Linked DNA regions of Nomascus leucogenys: region 1 is linked to region 2. Evidence: chromatin contacts called from public Hi-C data. All regions are on one chromosome and are shown on one strand. The core of a region is the stretch at or near the end of the contact, and the rest is flanking DNA. Distances in the headings are between cores, read along the strand shown.

Region 1 (3,419 bases), core at 136-2,635, 40 kb before region 2:
GATGTATGTATGGGAAGGGGGTCCACGGCCCAGGCCTGTGTTGGCATCTTTAGCCACAGAGGGTGCCAGAGATGCCATCAGATGGCAGGAGGCCCAGGTGAGGCACTTCAGCAGCCTGAGGTCCCTCCCCTAGGCCCACTCTCAAAGGCCCTGGAGCCCAGGCCTATGCTGCCTGCCAGGGCCTTTCCCGGAACCACTCCTCCCCGCCTGCCCTGGCACTCTCCAGGCACAAAGCATCCCTCGGGGCACTGCGCAGGCACCCCAGGAAGCTGGGACGTGAGACAGGTCCCCACCCCCAGGAAGAACCCTGCTCTGGGCTGCTGTCATCCTCCCAATGGCCCCACAAGACACCAGGAGACAGCCTAAGTCCCCAGTGGGGACTCCAAATGGGACCCCATTTCCCCTGCATAGAGGGGGAAGGAGGAGCTTTGTGGCTAGGTGGCAGGATTCCTGGGTCTTTATTGTGGTTTGGGGGTGGGGGCAGAAAAGCAGGGTCTCTGTGTGTTTTGACACCACACCACCTGCCTCTCCCTCCCTCCGCGGAGGAAATCTTCAGGGGCCTAGTGATTTTGAGGGGAGGGGGCAGGAAGAGACTCTGAACTCTGGGTCAGCTGAGGACAGAGATAGGGGAGATCCTCTTGCCCTACGTCCCACTTTTCTCCTAGGATCCTCTTCCTCGGCTCCCTGCTCCACCACTACCCCAGAACAAACTCCTACCTCTGTTTGCAACTAAGAGTTACATCCCCCATGCCAAGACCTTCCGAGGCGTCCCAGAGGGGTGAGGTTTGGGGAAAACAGGACATGTACACAGCAGCTGTGTGCCTGGCCACACCTGTCGGGTGGGGTGAGGAGAGTGCTCCTCCCAGGTGGGCAGAGTCTGCTGCGCTCAGGTTGGGGGCTGGGAGACGCTTTAATAGAGGGGCGAGAAGGCAGAGGGATGCGCAAACCGGCCACGTGGAGGTCCCGCGCGGCAGGCTGGGGCGCGAGCAGAGGAGCGGGCCGTATGCTCGCCCCTCCCGTTCCAGGGAGCCGCCGAGTGCCGGGTCGTCGCTGACCGCAGGCTGCAAGAGCGGTTGATCTGGTGAGCGAGCACACCCACTTACCCAGCTGCTGAGTCAGGCTGTTCTCGCTCGCGCTCGCCCGCCCGCCCGCCCGCTCGGGACATTGTGTTCCAGCTCCGGCGCGCTGGCAGCGGGCCCAGGCGCTCACACCAGCCTCCTCGCCCTGTTTGTGCTCGCGGCTTGCGCTCGGCGCGCAGCTTCCCGGCCGCCGCAACCATGCGATTGCACGCTGGGGCAGGGGTTGGCGAGCAACCTCCGGGGCGCGCGTGGGCCCCGCAGCCCTGCCCACTCACCGGCCTTGGAGCACCCAGACCTAGCCATCCCCCATTTGCTCCTGCTTGGGTACCCCAGGCTTGGGTGGCGCCTGGATTAGCACAGCTGGGGGAGGGAGCAGGTGTGGGGAGCTCTACGAGCAGAAGGAGCCACCCAGGCTGCCGCCAGCGCCCAGTCCGTGCTTCTCCAGCGCTCAGTCCAGCAGGCAGGAGGAGGATAGCTGGAGCTCGCCAGCCCCAGACTTGCGAGACCTGGGACGCAGTCACGTGACAACGGAAGCCCGTGTTGAGGGGGCCAATTCAAGCAATCCCCAGGAGGACCCTCCCCTTTCCTAGCCCCCCTTCCCTGATCCTTCACAGAAGCCTGGAACACGGAGACTCCAGGGATTCCCGGGGCTGGCAAACCAAGCCCAGCACTTTTGGACGGTTTGGGAAATCCCTGGCAGGACGCCGGGAGCAGGGAGAGCCCAGACACTGGCGGGTGGGTGTGGACGACAGGGTGGAAGAAGGGCAAGGCCAAGGAAGACGACCCCAAACTGCCCCTGGAATCTGACCCTTCCGTGTGTTTAGCTCCAAACACCTGGTTTATTCAGAGCCACGTTTTCTCCTTACCCATCCTTCTGTGGAAAGACATCACTAAGTGCTGGTCCTAAAGATCCCACCCTCTCCAAACTAAGGAGAGAACAAAGCATTTATATAGCACGTCCACCGTGTGGAAGGCTCTGTATTGGGTCCTGCTAAAGAATGTCACCACGAGGTTAAGACACAGTCCTGAAGTCCTTTGTTCTCCTTCCTTCCCACCTCCACAGTTTGCTGTGCCATTTCTCATGCCAGGAGTGCCCGTCCTCCCTGTCTACCCATCTCTGCTGCTCCAGCTCATAAAGCTTCCTTGAAACAGTGCCAGCCAAATCTGATTCCTGTCTCCTCTGAACGCCCAGCACACTCAGTTTGTACCTTTCTCACGGCACAGCGTGTGGCCTGTCTCATATTCTAGAGATCTGTTTACTAATCCTGTTCTTCTAACCAGATTAGAAAGTCCTTGAGGCAGAAACAAAGTCTGCTTCTTCTTTGAGCCCTCTCCTCCACTGCCCCCGCCTCCTGCCACCATTCCAACTCATCCGCCACAGGCCGGGCTTGGCACCGGAGTTCATGTTCAATAAATATTGGGTGTATTGAAATGATATCCTCCCCTTGGGCAATTGAAGAGACAAACACACTGGATGTTAGGTTAAATAATAACCCAAGCCAGCAGGTGGTGAGTACCAAATGTGTGTAATAGCTATAGGGACTCAAAAGAAAGAAGGTGGTGATATGGGAGAAAGATCCCAGGAGGTTCTAGGCCTTGAGCTGTGTGTGTGTGTGTGTGTGTGTGTGTGTGTGTGTGTGTGTGTGGAGGAGGAGGAGACGGGAGGGGTGGACGTGACTCATTCTGCTTGACATCACCACAAAATAACCTCCACGCTAGGCACTTCACATGCATTATCTCTAATATTTAAGGTTGGGGGGATAGGATTGGGAGGCTTGGAGGGGACAGTGCCCAAGCCAGGCCCGCCTTCCCAAAGCCAACCAGAGAGAGCATAGAGGCAGCCTTGGATCTGGGCTCCCCACTCTCAGTGCCTGGGCACTGCCTGTTCTCTGGCCTGCCACTCCTACATACGACACCCAAGAGAGCTGCCCAGCACTGCCTAGTTTTGGATGCACTCTGGTCCCACCCTGGTGAACAACTGCCTGTGTGACCTTGGACAAGGCACTTCCTCACCGTCATCTGTACCTCCGTTGCAGCCCTTACAGGCTGTGACTTCCAGTTGGTATCCAAGTGATGCTTGCCGCCTTTCCGGGTGTCACCTGGGCTGCTGGGGCTGTCTGCACCCTACATTCCCCCAAACACCCCCATGCATACACACTCATTGCCCCCTCCCAGTCTGGAGCTGCTGAGGGGAATAGGGTACAGAGTGTGAGCAGGGATGGTAGGTTTCCTGTGGTTGCAAAAGGAACATCAGGACTTTCCCTGCGGTGCCCCGAGCTGTGGGAGAAGTGGGGGAGGAGGAGGCAGGGCCAATCTCGAAGGAACCTCTGCTCTCTTCCC
Region 2 (3,514 bases), core at 709-3,208:
CAAGTGATTCTTCTGCCTCAGCCTCCCAAGTAGCTGGGATTACAGGCATGTGCCACCATGCCTGGCTAATTTCATATTTTTAGTAGAGATGGGGTTTCTCCATGTTGGTCAGGCTGGTCTCGAACTCCCGACCTCAGGTGATCCGCCCACCTCTGTCTCCCAAAGTGCTAGGATTACAGGTGTGAACCACTGTGCCTTGCCTAATATGTGCTATTATCAAGCATAGTAGATGCTTAATCAATTGGTATTAGTATGCAGAGGAATTTTGATCAACTTCGTCTTTCTGCGTTAATGAACAAATATGTTGTTTCAGTGACTCTCCCTGGCAACTGGTAAACAGGGAAGCTTCTAGGCACTGAGGATAGACAAATGACTGAGACAGAACCCTTGCCCTCAAGGCGGTTTCAGTCTTGGCTTTATTTGTCTTTTCTGCAGACATCATCACTCTTTTTTTTTTTTTTAAGATGGAGTCTCGCTCTTGTTGCCCAGGCTGGAGTGCAGTGGTGCGATCTCGGCTCACTGCAACCTCTGTTCCAGCGATTCTCCTGCCTCAGCCTCCTGAGTAGCTGGGATTACAGGCATGCACCACCACACCCGGCTAATTTTTTAAAATTATTTTTAGTAGAGACGGGGTTTCTTCATGTTGGTCAGGCTGGTCTCGAGCTCCCGACCTCAGGTGATCGGCCCACCTCAGCCTCCCAAAGTGCTGGGATTACAGGCGTGAGCCACCGTGCCCGGCCCCCAGACATCATCTCCTGAAGGCGGCATGGTGATTTGTAGACGAGGCTCTTCATAAATATTTGAATGCAATATAGTGCAAAGAGAGCAGGTTTGGAGCCAGGAGACATGAGTTCTAATCTGGCTATGGGATATTAGGTTTCCATAGGTAACTATTAGGTCCCACGCGTAACTAGCTATGGCACATCAGGTTTCTGTTTCCTTAAAAATGAGAGAGTTGATTAGAGATTCCCTAAGGCCCAGGTGCAGCTCCTACATCTTTATGGGAGTAACTCAGAGGTAGCCATCTGGTTGGCAGTCTACCCTTTGGAGTTGGCGGAAGAACTCAGCCATTTTGTTTTTGTTTTGTTTTGGAATGGAGTCTTGCTCTGTCACCAGGCTGGAGTGCAGTGGCTTGATCTCGACTCACTGCAACCTCTGCCTCCCAGGTTCAAGCGATTCTCCTGCCTCAGCCTCCCAAGTAGCTGGGACGGCGTGCGCCACCAAGCCCAGCTAATTTTTGTATTTTTAGTAGAGACGGGGTTTCACCATGTTGACTAGGATGGTCTCGATCTCTTGACCTCGTGATCCGCCCACCTCGGCCTTCCAAAGTGCTGGGATTACAGGCGTGAGCCACCCCACCCGGCCGAACTCAGCCGTAAGACCTCTTCCTGTTTTAATCTCCTGCTTGAAAGGTAGCAAGCCAAGAGAAAGCATGGTCTTTACAGTCACTGGGTGTCCAGAGGGAGGTGATATCTGCTAAATTGGTTCTCGAGGTGGGATTTCCCCAGTCCCGACTGGGCATCTTAGACTTAATGGGGTTGCTTCCTATGGCTAACCTGGCCAGCTGACTTAACAAACAGCCTGGCCTGCCCCTCTCCAGCCTCTAGGTAGGCCCGGTGGACAGATAGGAGGGGCAGTGCCTTCAGAGAGATGATACAGATGGGAAGTCAACTAGCTAGCTTAGGCATTAATTTCTTGGGGGGTAAGAGATGTGAGGGGGTGTCAGTTTCCACCATCCCTTCTCTATGGCCCCCACAAAGGGCAAGGGCCAGACACGTGGGCTGGCGTGGGGAGGTGGAGAAGCAAATGATGGGGGCGGGGCCTCATTTGCATGGACGGCGCGCGGCCACCAATCCGGACAGGCGGATCGACAGCCCGCGCGCCTTTTGGGGGCGGACTGACAGCCCCGGGGCCCTATGGAAGGCGGGTCCTGCGGCCGGCTGGGGCGGGACGGCGCCGGGCGCTGCCCCGGGGATTCGGGCCGGCTCGCGGGCGCTGCCAGTCTCGGGCGGCGGTGTCCGGCGCGCGGTCGGCCTGCTGGGCGGGCTGAAGGGTTAGCGGAGCGCGGGCAAGGCGGAGAGTGACGGAGTCGGCGAGTCCCCGCGGCGACAGGTACCGGCGCCATGGCCGCGGAGATGGGGCGGCCGGCCGCGGCGCCCCGGGAGCCGAACGCCCTCCTTCCAGGTCCCGCCGCGGCCGCGCTCGCTGCCTCAGCTCCCACCCCCACGCGGCTTCGCAGCCCAGGAGCCGCGTGTCGCGGGAGAGCAGGGTCCGGAAGCCTCGAGGAGAGCGCGCGGGAGGCCTTGGCCCCACTGCGGCGCCCCTCGCCGCGCTCCAGGGGCCGCGGGGCCGGTGCTCCCCGCGGGAGGCGCGGAGACTAGTGGCCGCGGGCGCCGCTCTCCGCCCCCGCCGGCCTCTCCCGGCAGAGGCGAGGCCGGTCGCGCCCGCCCGTCCTCACTGGGCTTTTGTTTCCCGCCCGGGATGACAGGTCCCGCGCCGCCTCCGGTCTCTGGCCCCCGGCTCTCCCGGGACAGGCGGCGGGACCCTCAGCCGGCACCGCTGCGGGCGGGAGCCAAACTTCGCTTTCGGGTCCGGGCGCCGGAACAACCGGACCCCAGGGCGAGCCGAGCGCCGGGACGCCGCGGGCGCGGGGCGGATTCGCCCACCTGGCGGGGCTGTGAAGGGGATGGTGGCGGGGTGGCTGCGCTCCGGGTGTGGACGGGCGGTCCCCGCCTTCACCTGCCGCCTCGGGACAAGCGTTGGGGAACCGCATCGCCGCTGTCGGCCGCTTGTGGAGGAGTCCGCGCAGCGCCGTCTAACAGGTGATCCGCGTCACTCCCAGGCCATACCGAAGCGGCTGAACGCTGTCCCAGGGCTCCTTATGCTCTTCTGTTCTGGGACGTGAAAACGCCTTCCGCCTTGTTGATCGTCCAAAAAGGTGCACCGGTCACAGTGTAAGAGTCAAAAACCAGTATTACCAAAAAGACACTTCGAGCGTCAGGGTGCAGAGTGGCTTTCTTCGATTAACGAGCCGGCAGGAACATCGTAGTTTCTAAAATCGGGTTCTGCAGTGGTGGCGAAAGCGTAGTAAGGTTCAAGTTGTAAGCGGAGATGCAGAACTCTAGATACCCTTCAGTGTGGTTCAGGACAGTGTGTTCAGCGTTTGGCCGCCGTTCAGTAAATTCTGCATGAAGCAGTTTGAGCTCGTGGTTTTGGATTTACTTTTCAGGAGTATGTTTTCCAGTGGAATAAGGCTTACTACTGAATGGGAGCTTTCTTTGCCTCTCTGAGGGTAGACAGGAGTGTTTATTTTCATTGTCTTCCCATTTTGTTAGATTGTGGACAAGGGAAAAGTTAAAGCATATTTTGGTTAAGTATTTTTAATAGTCTGGGATTCTATTCACCTCCCCCATAAGGGTTTTTACTTTAGAGAATTATAAAATAATTCTCTAAAGGGAGCTGCTTCTCTTGGTGTTTGAATCAAAAGCCAAGAATCGAAAAAAATTCTTATTCT

What was found. A called contact is a pair of places that touch in the nucleus more often than the background predicts.
Region 1: a Hi-C map of a lymphoblastoid cell line shows a contact between it and region 2, with 2.7 times the contacts expected there. The contact joins the enhancer-like site here to the promoter of FKBP5 in region 2. A contact is called at or near these places in 2 of 4 Hi-C or Micro-C datasets (a lymphoblastoid cell line and an unstated tissue).

The regions. Positions count from the first base shown.
Region 1 is chr22a:56,792,712-56,796,130 of Asia_NLE_v1, reverse strand. No RefSeq gene overlaps it. Among named protein-coding and RNA genes, the nearest start is that of ARMC12, 9.3 kb to the left of the region's middle. Within about 2 kb of position 1,385, the one cell type or tissue checked has an H3K27ac peak away from gene starts, as active enhancers do. A contact at or near this core is called in a lymphoblastoid cell line, where this site is marked.
Region 2 is chr22a:56,753,200-56,756,713 of Asia_NLE_v1, reverse strand. FKBP5 (peptidyl-prolyl cis-trans isomerase FKBP5) reads left to right here and starts at 1,958. Exons shown (of 11, transcript XM_030802745.1): 1 at 1,958-2,112.